Regions from separate parts of the Athene noctua genome. Here region 2 is linked to region 1. The links are chromatin contacts, called in public Hi-C maps. All regions are on one chromosome and are shown on one strand. The core of a region is the stretch at or near the end of the contact, and the rest is flanking DNA. Distances in the headings are between cores, read along the strand shown.

What was found. A called contact is a pair of places that touch in the nucleus more often than the background predicts.
Region 2: a Hi-C map of heart shows a contact between it and region 1, with 7 times the contacts expected there. The contact joins the promoter of KRR1 here to the promoter of PHLDA1 in region 1. A contact is called at or near these places in 2 of 2 Hi-C or Micro-C datasets (heart and liver).

The regions. Positions count from the first base shown.
Region 1 is chr3:45,315,472-45,321,657 of bAthNoc1.hap1.1, reverse strand. It overlaps PHLDA1 (pleckstrin homology like domain family A member 1), which reads right to left and starts at 3,454. Exons shown (of 1, transcript XM_074902843.1): 1 at 1-3,454. The coding sequence starts at 3,339. The coding sequence ends at 2,896.
Region 2 is chr3:45,459,132-45,465,768 of bAthNoc1.hap1.1, reverse strand. It overlaps KRR1 (KRR1 small subunit processome component homolog), which reads right to left and starts at 2,339. Exons shown (of 10, transcript XM_074901496.1): 1 at 2,223-2,339; 2 at 1,493-1,668; 3 at 864-998; 4 at 531-656; 5 at 356-439. The coding sequence starts at 2,307.

The DNA of each region.
Region 1 (6,186 bases), core at 2,205-4,704:
AATTTGTTCCCATTCAGTTTCCGGGAGACATTCTGGAGGCACAAAGGGGAAGCTTAATCCTTACACCTACCTCACCAACTCAGGCTGCAGGCACAGGAACAGCTCAAGGTGGATTTCCTGGCGTGACCATCTCTCACACTAGGAGTTTGGCTGACACTGACGTTTTTAAGAAGTTAACATGGCAGGCAACGACACAGGCAAAAGTTTGTTGGTGAACTACATCAGTTCAAACACTTTTGAAAGCATCCTTCAGACCGACTTAAAAACCAAGAAACTTAAGGTGAAAGTGGGACATTGACCTCGAACTGGTGAAAAATAGCAGCAAATTCAAAATGAAAGCTGTTTTCTCAAACCTTGATGTCAATTACATCACTAAAATTATCTTTTGTTTTCAAAGTACAAATATTTCCAGAAGAGCAGTAAAATTTCAGCTTTAGACTAGTCACAGACTTTTGTGGCATTCAGGGGTTTGCATCCACTGAGGACAGGAATACCTGCCACTCCTAGAGAAACATGTGTGTGTCTGGCCACATAGGAATTAATTTTCATCAATTACATTTATCCTTCAGTAGGCTAAAACTTATTTTAGTAGGTGAGATATCAGCAATCTGTCTGTATATCTGAAAAGGTGGATTAGTTACTCAGTAAACTGTAATTAATGACTCTAAAGAGAGGAGCCAAATTACAAATTACAGTCTATTTTGTAAGTCTTTGACTAGCTCATTAGAAAATCCCCTTGCAGCTCTAACATCCAAGCATTAGCAGAATGATAATGGCAGATGTACAGAGATGTGGAAATTGGCTATTATGATTGCCAAGACAGCGAATCTAATCCTAGAAGATGCAGCGCACCTTCGATTTCAATTAGTCTCAAAGTAATAACTTTATTAGGACAGCTGGAATCCACTACCTCAAGCTCGTTACGCAATCCTGTCAAAGGCCAGGATCGGAAAGAAGCACTCGAGAATAACCACGGGGAACTGCTGAGGTCTGAGCTCTAATTCTGCACCATGGCATGTTTTGCACATCCAGGTATGTGACCCCGACACCTGGGGGCAAGGAACAAAAGAAGAAGGCTAAAAGAGATCCCGAGTTATTCCTTACAGGGCTGATCTTAAGCTTATGGCACAGAGGAAGGGATGGTCATGTGCAGTAACCAATTCTGACATCTTCCTGTGCATGTCATTTGTCTTTTGCTTTAAACACTTAACAGAAGCAGCTTGAACAAAGAATGTGGGGCTTTTACAGTCAAGCTACACCTCAGTTACACAAACTGGAAAGGCCTGGATGTGTGGCTTTAAAAGATTTTATGTTCACGTTACTTGTAAAGGGGTCAAAAGCCGTTTTCCTCACCACACTAGTCAAAATAGGTAGACCTGGGGCTGCAACTTTCTACTTTGAACCAGAGATAACAGGCCACACTGCTCCATCTTGGTTACAACCTCCCTACTTAACTTAAACCAGAGAACTAGGGCTGTAGCAGCACACAACGTGAAATTGCCCATCGCCTGAAGGGCCCTGTCCTAGAAAGCACACCAGCCCGCACGTGCCTGGCTCCTTCCTCTGCACCGGGCTGAACCGCTCCAACCTGCTCTCGCCAGCATCAACAGCCAAATTCCCACTGACTTTTAAGAGGCAGAGGAAGACACACCAGCTGTGCAATTAGCCCTTTGTTTTCCAACTTCATGGCTTCATCAACGTTTTTAGAGACGAGATCGCACGCCCCTCTCAACATCTGACAGTGCTAAACACCAAAATTAATCTAGTTTATCTCAGCTAGAGAGCAACTTTCAGCTTATGAAAACTGTGACCAAAGTAATCTGTTTGCACACTAAGACATACATAAAATGGATTTTAAACTAGGGGCTACTTTAATGCAAGACATTTAAAAACCGCCATGAAAATTCAACACAGGCTGACAGCCCAGACCGCTCACAAACCAACCATGCAGAGGGAGCCCTGAGCTTGGACACGAAGAGATGCTTCTCAGCTCCCGCCCTCCAGCCCAGGAGAAAGCACACCAAACCAGTAACTGGAATCCAACTGCGATTCCTGTATCACAAAAGAAGTTGGTCAGGTTCCCCTCTGCTCATACACTGAACAGATGGGTTTTAATCTCAGAATGACAATCAACGTTTTTTTGAATAGCTGCATGTGAATAAATTTGATCATCTTCCACCACGCATAATGTTTTAAAAGAAAATAATTTTAAACCCCGACTGTAATTGTTACTCTCATCGGAGAGAGCAGTTTTCATATGCAGTATAGGTTTCAGCCAAATTCCAAACCACACATCACATTTTCCATGTTAGCGTAATACAGGGTATTTCAGGTGAAAATGAAAAACTCTTTTGTCAAATTGCACACAGCCAAACTATCCAGAACTTTTTACTTCCTTTAGGGAGATAATGTACATACAGTTTTTTCCTTTGCTTTTTGAATACGGCCTACATTCAGAAATGTCTTGCAAAAAGCCTTTAAAAAAAAAAACCAAAACAAAAACCAAACAACCCTAATAAATAAAATACATTAAAATAAAGTTACAGTACATCACGTCTCCTAGAAGTCCCATCACACCAAAGGATCCTTTCCAAGGTTCATAAATAATATATCTGAAATGCTTCTCGGCACCGAGGGCGGCAAAGCGGCAGGAGCAGCGGCTAGCCGGGGTTCAGGTTGTAGAGCCGCTTCTCTCCGGGCTACCCGCATCTCCGGCGCTTGCCCAGGTTTTGACCGGCCGAAGTCCGTCCGCCACGAAGGCGCTCAGTCCCGCTGCCCCGAAGCGCTTCGGTAACTTCACCTGCAGCAGGACGGGACAGAGCGCAGGCGGTGAGGGAAGCGGCGGGGCCGGGCGCAGGGTCCCGGCCCGGGGCCCCGCGGGGGTCCCTGCCTGCGCTAGGCGGAGTTTGAGGCGGTGCGGAGGCGCGGGCCGTGGGGCTGCGCCAGGTGCTGCTGCTTCTGGCGGGTGGAGCGGACGGCCAGGATGGCCTGGCGGTTCTTGTACTGCACCATCTGCAGCGTGATCGCCGCGTTCCAGCCCTGCTCCTGCGCGCACCGAAAGTCGATCTCCTTCCCCTCGGCCATCACCACCGTGAAGTACACGTACTTGCCCTTCCGCTCCACACAGTCCACGGTCTTCATGTTGGAGAAGTGAAGCTCCTTGATCTTGGCCGCCGGCTCGGCCGGCAGCGGCGGCTGCTGCGGCGGCTGCTTGGGGGGGGCGAGGAGCAGCCCCTCCTCGGTGAGGATGCAGCGCTTCTTCTTCCAGAGCTGCAGGAGCCCGTCGCTCCTCTTCTCCAGCACGCCCTCCTTCACCGCCTTGCAGCCGCTCTCCAGCATCCTCCCGGCATGGGCCGGCGGCCGCGGCCCGCGGGGGCTGGGTTCGGGGGGCAGCCGGCACCACCCCAGGACTCGCCGCCCTGCGCCGGCTCCGAGGCGGAGGGCGGGGAGCGCCCCGGCCCGCGGGGAGCGCAGCGGCTGCCGCCCGTGCCGCGGCGTGGCGGGCTGCGGCGGGCGCGGTGCCGGTGCCGGCGGCTCTGGCGGCGGCTTCGCCCTCCCCTCCGCTTTTGAAGGCGCCTTCCCCCGCCAGCCCAGAGTGACACCCCGTGGCGCGGGCGGCTCCTCCCGCCGGCAGCGGGGAAACCCGACGGCGCGGCCGCGGAGCGGCGCGGAGGGCAGCGGGGAGGCGGCCCGGCCGCCCCTCCTCCCGCGGAGGGCGAGGACAGACCGCGGCGCGGCGCGGACGGCGCTGCCCGCTGGGTTGGATAGCAATTGTAATGGAACAACTGCCTCCGCGGGGGCAGCGCAGCCGCCTGTGTTTGGGGCAGATTTCCCCAGCCCTCCCCCCCGGGCAACAACAGCAAAGCCCCCCCGCCCCCTTCTCTATGCTTCCGATTCAGGTCCAATAAAACCGGTGCCCATTTTCACCAACACTCCGATATTTAAACGTTCATCGCTCCATTAAACAAAGGAGAGAGCCTGACACACGCAACCTCCTGTCACAGCTTGATCCCCACCCTTCCGCACTGCTCTCGCCTGTGCGGGGCAGAAACAGCTTCTACTGTACATGTGAAATACACCTTCACTCTCTGCAGCAGTTTGAGTAATGTCTAAAAAAAGCAAGTACCCCTATCACTTCCCAAAGGATACATTAGAACCTCAGTAGCTGGAAATGTTAGAAGTAGACTAGGAAAAACAACCACAACACTCAACCGGCAAAGAGCTAGGGCCATTTTTCTTGTTCATCTGCTTTGTTGCCACACATTTGCTTACTGTTTGGTTTCTCCCCTGAAGTTAGCTTCTGAATTCATTTATTTAAGTAGAAGAGTAAAGTGATCTAAGGTTAGTATTAAACTCTTCATTTTTAAGTCTTTTGATGTAAATCAAAAGCCACAGAACTGAATTTGGCTGACAAGGTTCATGTAAACTGAAGGCTGGAAGTTGCACGTTATGTTTGAGAGCACTGTTTTTTCAAACATGCATTTAACATGCCCATAAGAAAAAAGCCCTCCTTACAGTAATTTTGGCAGATAGGAAGAAGGTCATGCTGTAGCATGTCAGTGGGAGCACATCAGAAAAAAAAAAATCTGTATTAATGATAGCTTTAATGGCATTTATCTCTAGCATTTTAAAAAAGGATTTCCTCTTATAATCTTTTCCTCTTAAAGGTCAAAGTTACTTTGATAAACTGTTGGGAGGTAAACAATTAAGGTAATAACAGCAATTAAAATTACTTAGCTGTTACATCTTTTCTGAGGTAACTGGAAGACACTCAAATCAGTAACAAAGGCAACTTGCTAGCCACAAATTGAACAGAAAAAATTAGTATCTTAAACATTCATTTATCTAAAAATAGTCCCTTCTCCTCAGAGCCTAATATATATGCTGTAAGATACAGTTCATTCTCACAACTATCTTATGCCTGTTTTGAGAGGCATAGACCAATTTTCACAAGATCTGAACACTACCTGCAGTTCATTGCCATTTGAACCCCAATTTCCCAGCACAAATATCTGCATCTTCAGCTGCTGATGCACACACAAGTAGCCTCACACATGGCTTGAGTGAGGTAAGAGAATCTTCTGCCTTCTCACTTGATGAGAACACACTTTTTCACTCCTGATTAAGTGCATCACATGAGCAGACTTAACTTTGAAACTGTCAAACTAAACCATAAACTGGTTAAACTTTATTCATCTATACCAAACAACTTAAAATACTGAGTTTATGTAAGGCACAGGACATTGAATGAAACTTAGAGATGACTAATTTCTAATAATTCTGTTCAATTTTGGTTGCTGCTTCCAAAGTAAATAGCCATTTGCTTCCAAGTTAATGTGCTAACCAGTAGTGTGGAAACCAGCCTTAAACTTCAGAGTCCTACATGGTATTCTGTAACAAGCATTCAAGACACACACCCCATCCCACCCCACCCACCACATTGTAACATTTAAGGACATTAACACATAATCTACATCTATACATTTTAATGTTAGCTTTTTTGGTTTCAGCACTAATAGTAATTTGTAATTAATCAAAGGAAAAAAGTGAGACTAGTGTGGAAGGCCAAAGATTGCTATCAAATACACAGGAGAAAGGGAATAAATTCATTCTACTCTGGCCTTCTATGGCATAAAGTTCTCCAAAGTGTTGAATATCAGATTTTTAATGCAGCTCTAAACACTGATGGACATACTCTGCTAATGTATAGACTCACAACAACTGTTTATTCCTGGTGAAATTCACCTAAGCATGTGAATTAGAAGTAAGCATGCAAAACATCCATTTGAACTTGTACTCTGTAAGCCAGCAAATATTAACAGCCATTTAAAATACACTACATTTACCAAAAACACCAGATCAGTTAAAAGCTAGAAGACTGGGGTAAGATGAAATACCAACAGTTTCATGGTAAAAGAACAAGATAACCCAATTTAGTTCTGCAGAATTTGCCACTAAAGGATAACAAGCTTCATTTTCCTGGATAGAAGTCAAAACTGAGCTTCCGGAAATGTTTCTTATATTAAGTATTTGGAAAACCCACAGTCAACACAGTTAAGCACACCACATTATCCCACCGAGATTTTACTTTAAATATATATTTTAACCATTGCAATTATATTAAATGTTCCATGACCGCTACCCTTACTGGAGTTTCACTAAATACTATGCAGGTGCTGCATCCAT
Region 2 (6,637 bases), core at 1,090-3,589, 150 kb before region 1:
GCTTTTGACAAACATTCTCTCTCCTACATAGTTACAAAAACCATATTGGATATTCCTTAATGTTACATATCATTAACTCTGCAGTATTTTCAGTCTTACACCTTGTATCCAGAACTACAAAAATTCTTGCTAAAAAAAAAACCCAAAACAGTATTTCACAAATGCTTTTTCACTTCCAAGACAGAAAGATCTGAGTCTAAACAAAATTCAACAGCTAAGATGCTAAGACTATGAGCATTCATGTAAATGTAGCTAACACATAGCTGAAATATCAGTGAGATGCTCCCGAGGCTGCCAGATCTTGCCTCTCATCTGACAAGTACGCTACACAAACAGCTCATCTGCCTCCCCTTACCTCTTTTAGCCCACTGAAGGGTCCAAGAGCTGAAACAGTGTTGCCTTGCACCATGATATAACAGTTCGTTAACAGTTCCAGAGCCTACACCAAAAAAAGAAATTAAGTGTAAGCTGAAGATGTGACACAAATTTGGGTCTAAGAATTGTCTCTTTGCTACACCTATTGGAAATACCTTCAGAGTAGATCCTTTTGGCCCAAGAAGTCGTCCTCTTCTTTTTATAAAAGTGTCTCTTTTCCTCACCAGAGAGCCTATTTTAATGATGTCACATGCAACATCATCCTGAAGGATACGAACTGCCTAAAGAGATGAGAAGCAGGCAATATTATCTGAACATAAATGTATTATTCAGAAGTCAACAGAATACTTCAGTTTATTCTTCTCATGTCACTTTCAGATATATTTACTTCAAACACATATTTTGAATCACTTGAATATCCAACTCTGAAAACCCGCTATAAGTATTATGATAGAATTTGATACAAACTTTCATGATTTAATACAGACCTGTTCAAATGGAACGCTTCTTGCCAGAAGTTTTATTAAATCTCTAGCCCTGATGATTGCATACGGATCAAAAGTCTTCTTTGTGGTAGTGACAGTCATGCTTCCTTCAATTAGATCCAGCGTTGCGTTCACATACTGCAATATTTGAAAACAAATAGTGAATCAGTCTCTAAGAATCCTGTATCTTTCATCTTTGTCAGTAAGAAGTTAACACACAGAATGCTACATACTGAACACAGATCCATTTTCCAAATTTCCTTAAGTGCCTTTCAGATTAAGGAAATTCACACACAGACACACATAAAAAAAGACTGAATATATGTGTCACAAGCCCCAAACACCACCCCCCTCCTCTCCCTGAATTTAGGCGCAACAAAGTTGTCAGTGCCTGGATGACGAGAGACACTTGCTGCTGCTGAGAGCTTTGCTGACAGCATCTGTAAAGAACCGCAAGTCTGGCTACACAGATGCCAATAAATAATGATACTACCAATTCTAAATGCAAGCACAGTAGAAATATATGCAAATACTGTACCAGAAAAACAACTTGCACTGTTTTTATAATCTCAAGAAAGACCTGTATCTCCCAAAAGGTAAAACATAGCATCATAATTGTCAAGTATTCATACATGTTCACTCAAGGCTTTCTGGACAAGTGGCCAGCACTCTCTCAAGTACGCTTCTCTATACTTCGGGAATAACGTTGCAAAACTGCTTTCTTCCAGCAGCCCTTTGGGATTATCCTCTCTTGTAAAGGCTGGCTCTTTCCATCCATCTGGCACAGTGAGAAGTTCAGATTCATCAACTGCTATAGGTAAAAAAAAAAGTTGTTTTTTCCTCCTTTTTCAGCAGTGATTATTACACCTCCTCCCCGTTTAACTGCAGACGAAACAATCTGAATGCAGGGACACAAAGTTTTGTTAATACTCTGCTGAATGTGGTTTGCATCTCTTCTGACTTCAAAGAAATTACTGCTTTATTTATTTAAAAAAAGAAAATAATTCCGCAAGTGAGATATGCGTTGCGGATATTACACAAGAGCAAGACACGGGCTGAGGCAGCGACCAGAGAACCGTGAGGACGGTCGCACCACAAGGCACCGCCGCTTCGCGCCTCTCGCACCCACCCGCCGCCTCTACGCTCCCCAGCGCCGCAGGCCGGGAAGCAGCCCGCCTTCCCCACGCTGCCTCTCCGCCTACACGAAACCGCGGCCAAGCTCCTCAGTCCCGGGCCGTCTTCGGAAACCGGTGGGACTGCCGGCGCCGGGACGGGGCAGCAGGCCGCGGGGAGACCCTCAGCCCAAGGGCTTCCCCGGCGAGCCGGCTGCCAGCCCTGCACGGACCCTCACCCTGCTCCCACCTGTCGCCGCTTTCTTTTTGCTTTTGTTTTTTTGCTTTTCATTCTGCCTCGGCCCGGCCTCGGCCACCTCGGGAGGATCCGCCATGTCCGCGCGCGCGCACCCCTCACCCGGCGGCGGAAGCGCCGCGCGCCGGATGGGGCGGGGGGCAGCGGGGGACGCGGCGCGCGCCGGGAGCCGCAGTCTCGGGGCGCGGCGGGGCGGGGCTGAGCGCGGCGGGGCGGGGCTGAGAGCGGCGGGGCGGGGCTGAGCGCGGCGGGGCGGGGCTGAGCGCGGCGGGGCGGGGCTGAGCGCGGTGGGGCGGGGCTGAGAGCGGCGGGGCGGGGCTGAGCGCGGCGGGGCGGGGCTGAGAGCGGCGGGGCGGGGCTGAGCGCGGCGGGGCGGGGCTGAGCGCGGCGGGGCGGGGCTGAGCGCGGCGGGGCGGGGCTGAGCGGCGGGGCGGGGCTGAGCGCGGCGGCGCGGAGCTGAGCCGTGGCTGCTCGGGCCCTGAGAGCGGCTTTAGTGCTTGTACTCACAACAGTGCCTTCTCCTACCGAGTTGTCCATCCCCGGGGGTTAAAAAGGGAAAATAAAGCCGGTGGGAGCAGGCAGGAATGCCTGCTCTGCCTGGCAGCGGGGGGCAGCGCCGGCCTCTGCTGCGCGGGTCACGGTGGATGGTGGTGGATGGCGGTCGGGCGTCAGGTGCCAGGTGCTGTGGGCTGCTGTCAGTCCTCGCTGCCTGTGAGCACAGGAAGTTCTCACAGCTCTCCGTCAGGGTTACTTTATCTCAAGGTGTGTTTGCACCTGGGCGACAGTGGCTCTGGTGAACACAGCACCGTCTGTCTCCAGCGGCAGGCTCTGCTTGGGCGCTTAAGCTGCTGGAGACCTTGCTCACTTCCCCAGGGTGGCTCCGCAGCCCTTTTGGGACTCTGCCATTGCAAGCATGGGCTCGAATTTAATGCCGCAGTTGAGGTGAGAGGAATATACCAACTGTCTTCTTTCTTTCATCTTCTTGCACGTGAAACATCTTTTGCAGCCACGTTCTTCAGCTTTGAATTTTCTGTTGCTGGTATGCAATGTAAAGGAAAAAAGAACCAGCATCATCAAAATGTACAGTGAAGTACGCTGGTAAATACTTGAAGTGCTTCAGTGCTCATAACTAAAGAGGATGGTGTTCCTGATGAGACCTAATTATTCAGCTGAATAACCCAGTCCAAGGTTCTCTGGGGGATGCTCTGCACCCTCCTTCCTGTACCTGTAACAGAATTTTCTTCACTAAAAAATCAAGAATGTGCCTACTTCACTCTCTTCTATGGGCATCGTGAAAAGCCAATGGAGTGAAAAACTGGAAGAGACGTTTAAGAGCAAGAACACCTGCACCTCTGAGGCAGGACGGTGTTGTCTTTGGCAGCTGTTCATCGGACCTATTCATAAAAGCCTGTACTCTAGTGTGTTTAATTACCATCATGATGAGAAAGATATTCCTATCATCTGATCTACACATAAATAAAATATTAATTCAAAAACCAGTTTTGATCCACCCAAACTATTCTTTGAATCTGACTGCTGTCTTTCCTACCCTGCTTCATCTCCCACAATGAATAGGACACCAGGATCCCTTCCGCAGACGAGTTTGCCATCGAGTTGATGCATGGTTTTAGCCATCTTAATTTCTGTCTGTCCACATCCTTTGAACAGGGAGGCTGCTGTGGCAGCACTTGGGCCAGTAAAGGACAGAACGTCCCTTGACGGGGCTGCGAGAGGCTTGGCTCTGCTCCGAAACGGCACATCGAGTATTCACCTTCTGCTCTGAGGACAAAAGGGAAAAAAGCGGGAAGGGGAATCGGGGAGGCCCCGCAGCAGAGGGGGTGCTGGTGGGTCGCTCCGGCCGTTTGGGGTGGTTGGTTATCCATCTCCGGTCCCGCTAGATGGCAGTGACCGCCGCGCCGAGTGGAGCGTCCCAAACGGAGCTGCAGCCCCCGCTGGGGTTTCTGCTTGAGGGAGGAGCTGGGGAGGGATGGGAGCCATGGGCACCGTGCTCCCCTCTGCCCGCGCAGCCCTGCCGTGCGGGGAGAGGCCGGGGTGCTGCTCCTGCCTCGCCTGGCACCCGGCTGTGGATGCCGTAGGCGACTGACAAGAGGGTGCAGTGCCCCTGGGGCGAGCACAGGGAGGCAAATTTGCTTCTCTCAGCTCTTGGACACGGAAGTCTTCTGGGTCGGTATCCCTCTGTGCTGCGCAGCCTTTGAGCACAGGATGGGGGTCCTGCCCGGGTGTAGGCACCCGGTGGATGCGACGGCAGGGCTGGGGGGGCTCGAGGAGGCGTTTCTTCTCGGGAAGGTAGCGCATGAAGTGCACGGTGCATGTCTTGCCTGAAAACTGGCCAAGTGTTGTGGAAGTGCAGCCAAGCAGATTTGGGAAGAGTTTGGGGAAGGATAATTTGTTAAGTTCAGCACTTGCTTATAGCCTGACTCCTCCTATGAGTAGGATGCAACCCACCAAAAAATCACAGGAGTGGGCTGTGGGAGGGGCATGCTGGCAGCGTTCGGCAGTGGGAATCTGAATCCTGGCTGGGATGGGAGGGGAAGAAGTAGAGAGGCTGCAGACCATGGAGAGTCAAGAGTTTGAAAACAAATTACAGGCTTCAGGCAGAGAGAAGAGGGACCCCAAGGGAGAGGTGGGGTGGGGGGAGGTGGCACAGCCGAGGGTGTTAGTGGTAGTGCTGACTATGAGCAGTTTTCAAGGTCAGAGGAAAGGTCTCTGGTGAGATACACCACCTTTTTTGTCAACCTACAGACCTCTCAGGCCTGCTCTGGGTATACATCTCATGCTTCTGCAGAGGCAGTGACAGAGCACTCATGTGCCTGCTGCTCCTTTCCTGCACTCCATCCCCTGCACCTGCTGCTGTTGCGTGGAGGTCACGGAGCTCCCCAAGCCTCTGTGCTGGAGAAAGAAAGAGGTGCCCAGGGTAAGGGGCAAGGAACTGGCACCTTGTGGCATCCAGCTTCTCTGATTCAAAGGATGGATAACCCTCTCTGGTGCAGCACGACATTGAAGTGTACCTTTGCCCAGTTGAGACAGGTCCACTAAAAATAATGGGAAACAGAGGCAGACTTGGAAGCTGTGATTCAGGAAGGTCCCTCATATCCTCTCCTGTCTGATTCTTTGAAGGAGACAGTATTTTTTCATCTTTTCTCTTACCTTGGGATCTTGGTCTGGTCAGATATGAGAAAGCCACTTCCCTAATTCCTGGCCAGGACAGGATGCTCCCACAGACCCACTCTGCTCCTCTGGGCAGCCTTCTCATGCTCCAGATAACAACATGTTTGTATCATTTTTATTAGTCACCACTCAAATGCAATAACCAGCCGCCGCTCGTCTGGCAGGGTGAGGACAGCTAGCCGGGGGAACAGTGGCTGCTGAGGGGACGGGGGACTGACAGCTGGTGCCTAGGTGACTCTGGCTGGGCTGTGCCATGACAGGGACGCTGCAGCCCCACAGGAGCGGGGTCCCCCCCCCCGCTGGTTTGGCATCTGAGCTCCCAGGCAGGAAGGGCAGTGTGAGTGCCAGCGTGGTGATGGGGCACAGCTACTGCAGGGCCGGTGGGATACAGTGCCGCTGCTATTCCCTGCCCTCAACCGCCCTGGCTCCTGGGGTCTGTGTGCCCTCCCAGCTCTGCCAGCACCAAGAGACAATGTGTTTTCTGCAAGCAGCTTGCACTGGCAGTGTGTACTGTTGTCATTGTTGCAACAGCCCAGTATGGGACAGAGAGACCCAGGTGCAAAGGGCTCCTTTTAAGACCTTTGTCTGAATAATACAGATTCCAGCCTAGCAAGAACCCATGCAAGAACCCTGCTGAACCCATCGCTGGGCTTTGGGGGGACCTGGGTCAGCTCTGTGTGTGTATATACGTGCAAGCATTTTTTCCTGTTAAAACAAAGTGAAGGAATGAAACAGCAAAACTGCACAGGCTTCCTTACATGCATTTCAGACTATATGATAAAAAGGGCAGAGCACTGCTGTTAGAAAGAAGGTGCCTCTTTATTATGCAGCAAAGTAATTATTTCCCAGTCAGTAGATAGGATTCCAGCCACTTGGCACTTTCTTGCATGCCATTTTCCATTCCAAAAGAGCAACTTGGGATTTTGTGATAATTCAGGCAATCAGATGAGCTCATGCATATGGCATTCATTCACTAGAAACACCACACAGTTCCCATTCAGCCTCAGCACTCTTAAATCCATGTGACACTTTTATCTATTTATAAACTTTTAACAGCAGGTTATGATTGTTATGCAAGCCATTTTCCAGGGATTAATAAGCAGCTTGTTTTGATGGCATCAAGAAGGGCCATTAACTGCTTTGGGACAGTCATTAATCTGTAGTAAATGCTCAGCATCTGGATCATTTCTACATAATTAAATAATCAATATCTGGAGAAT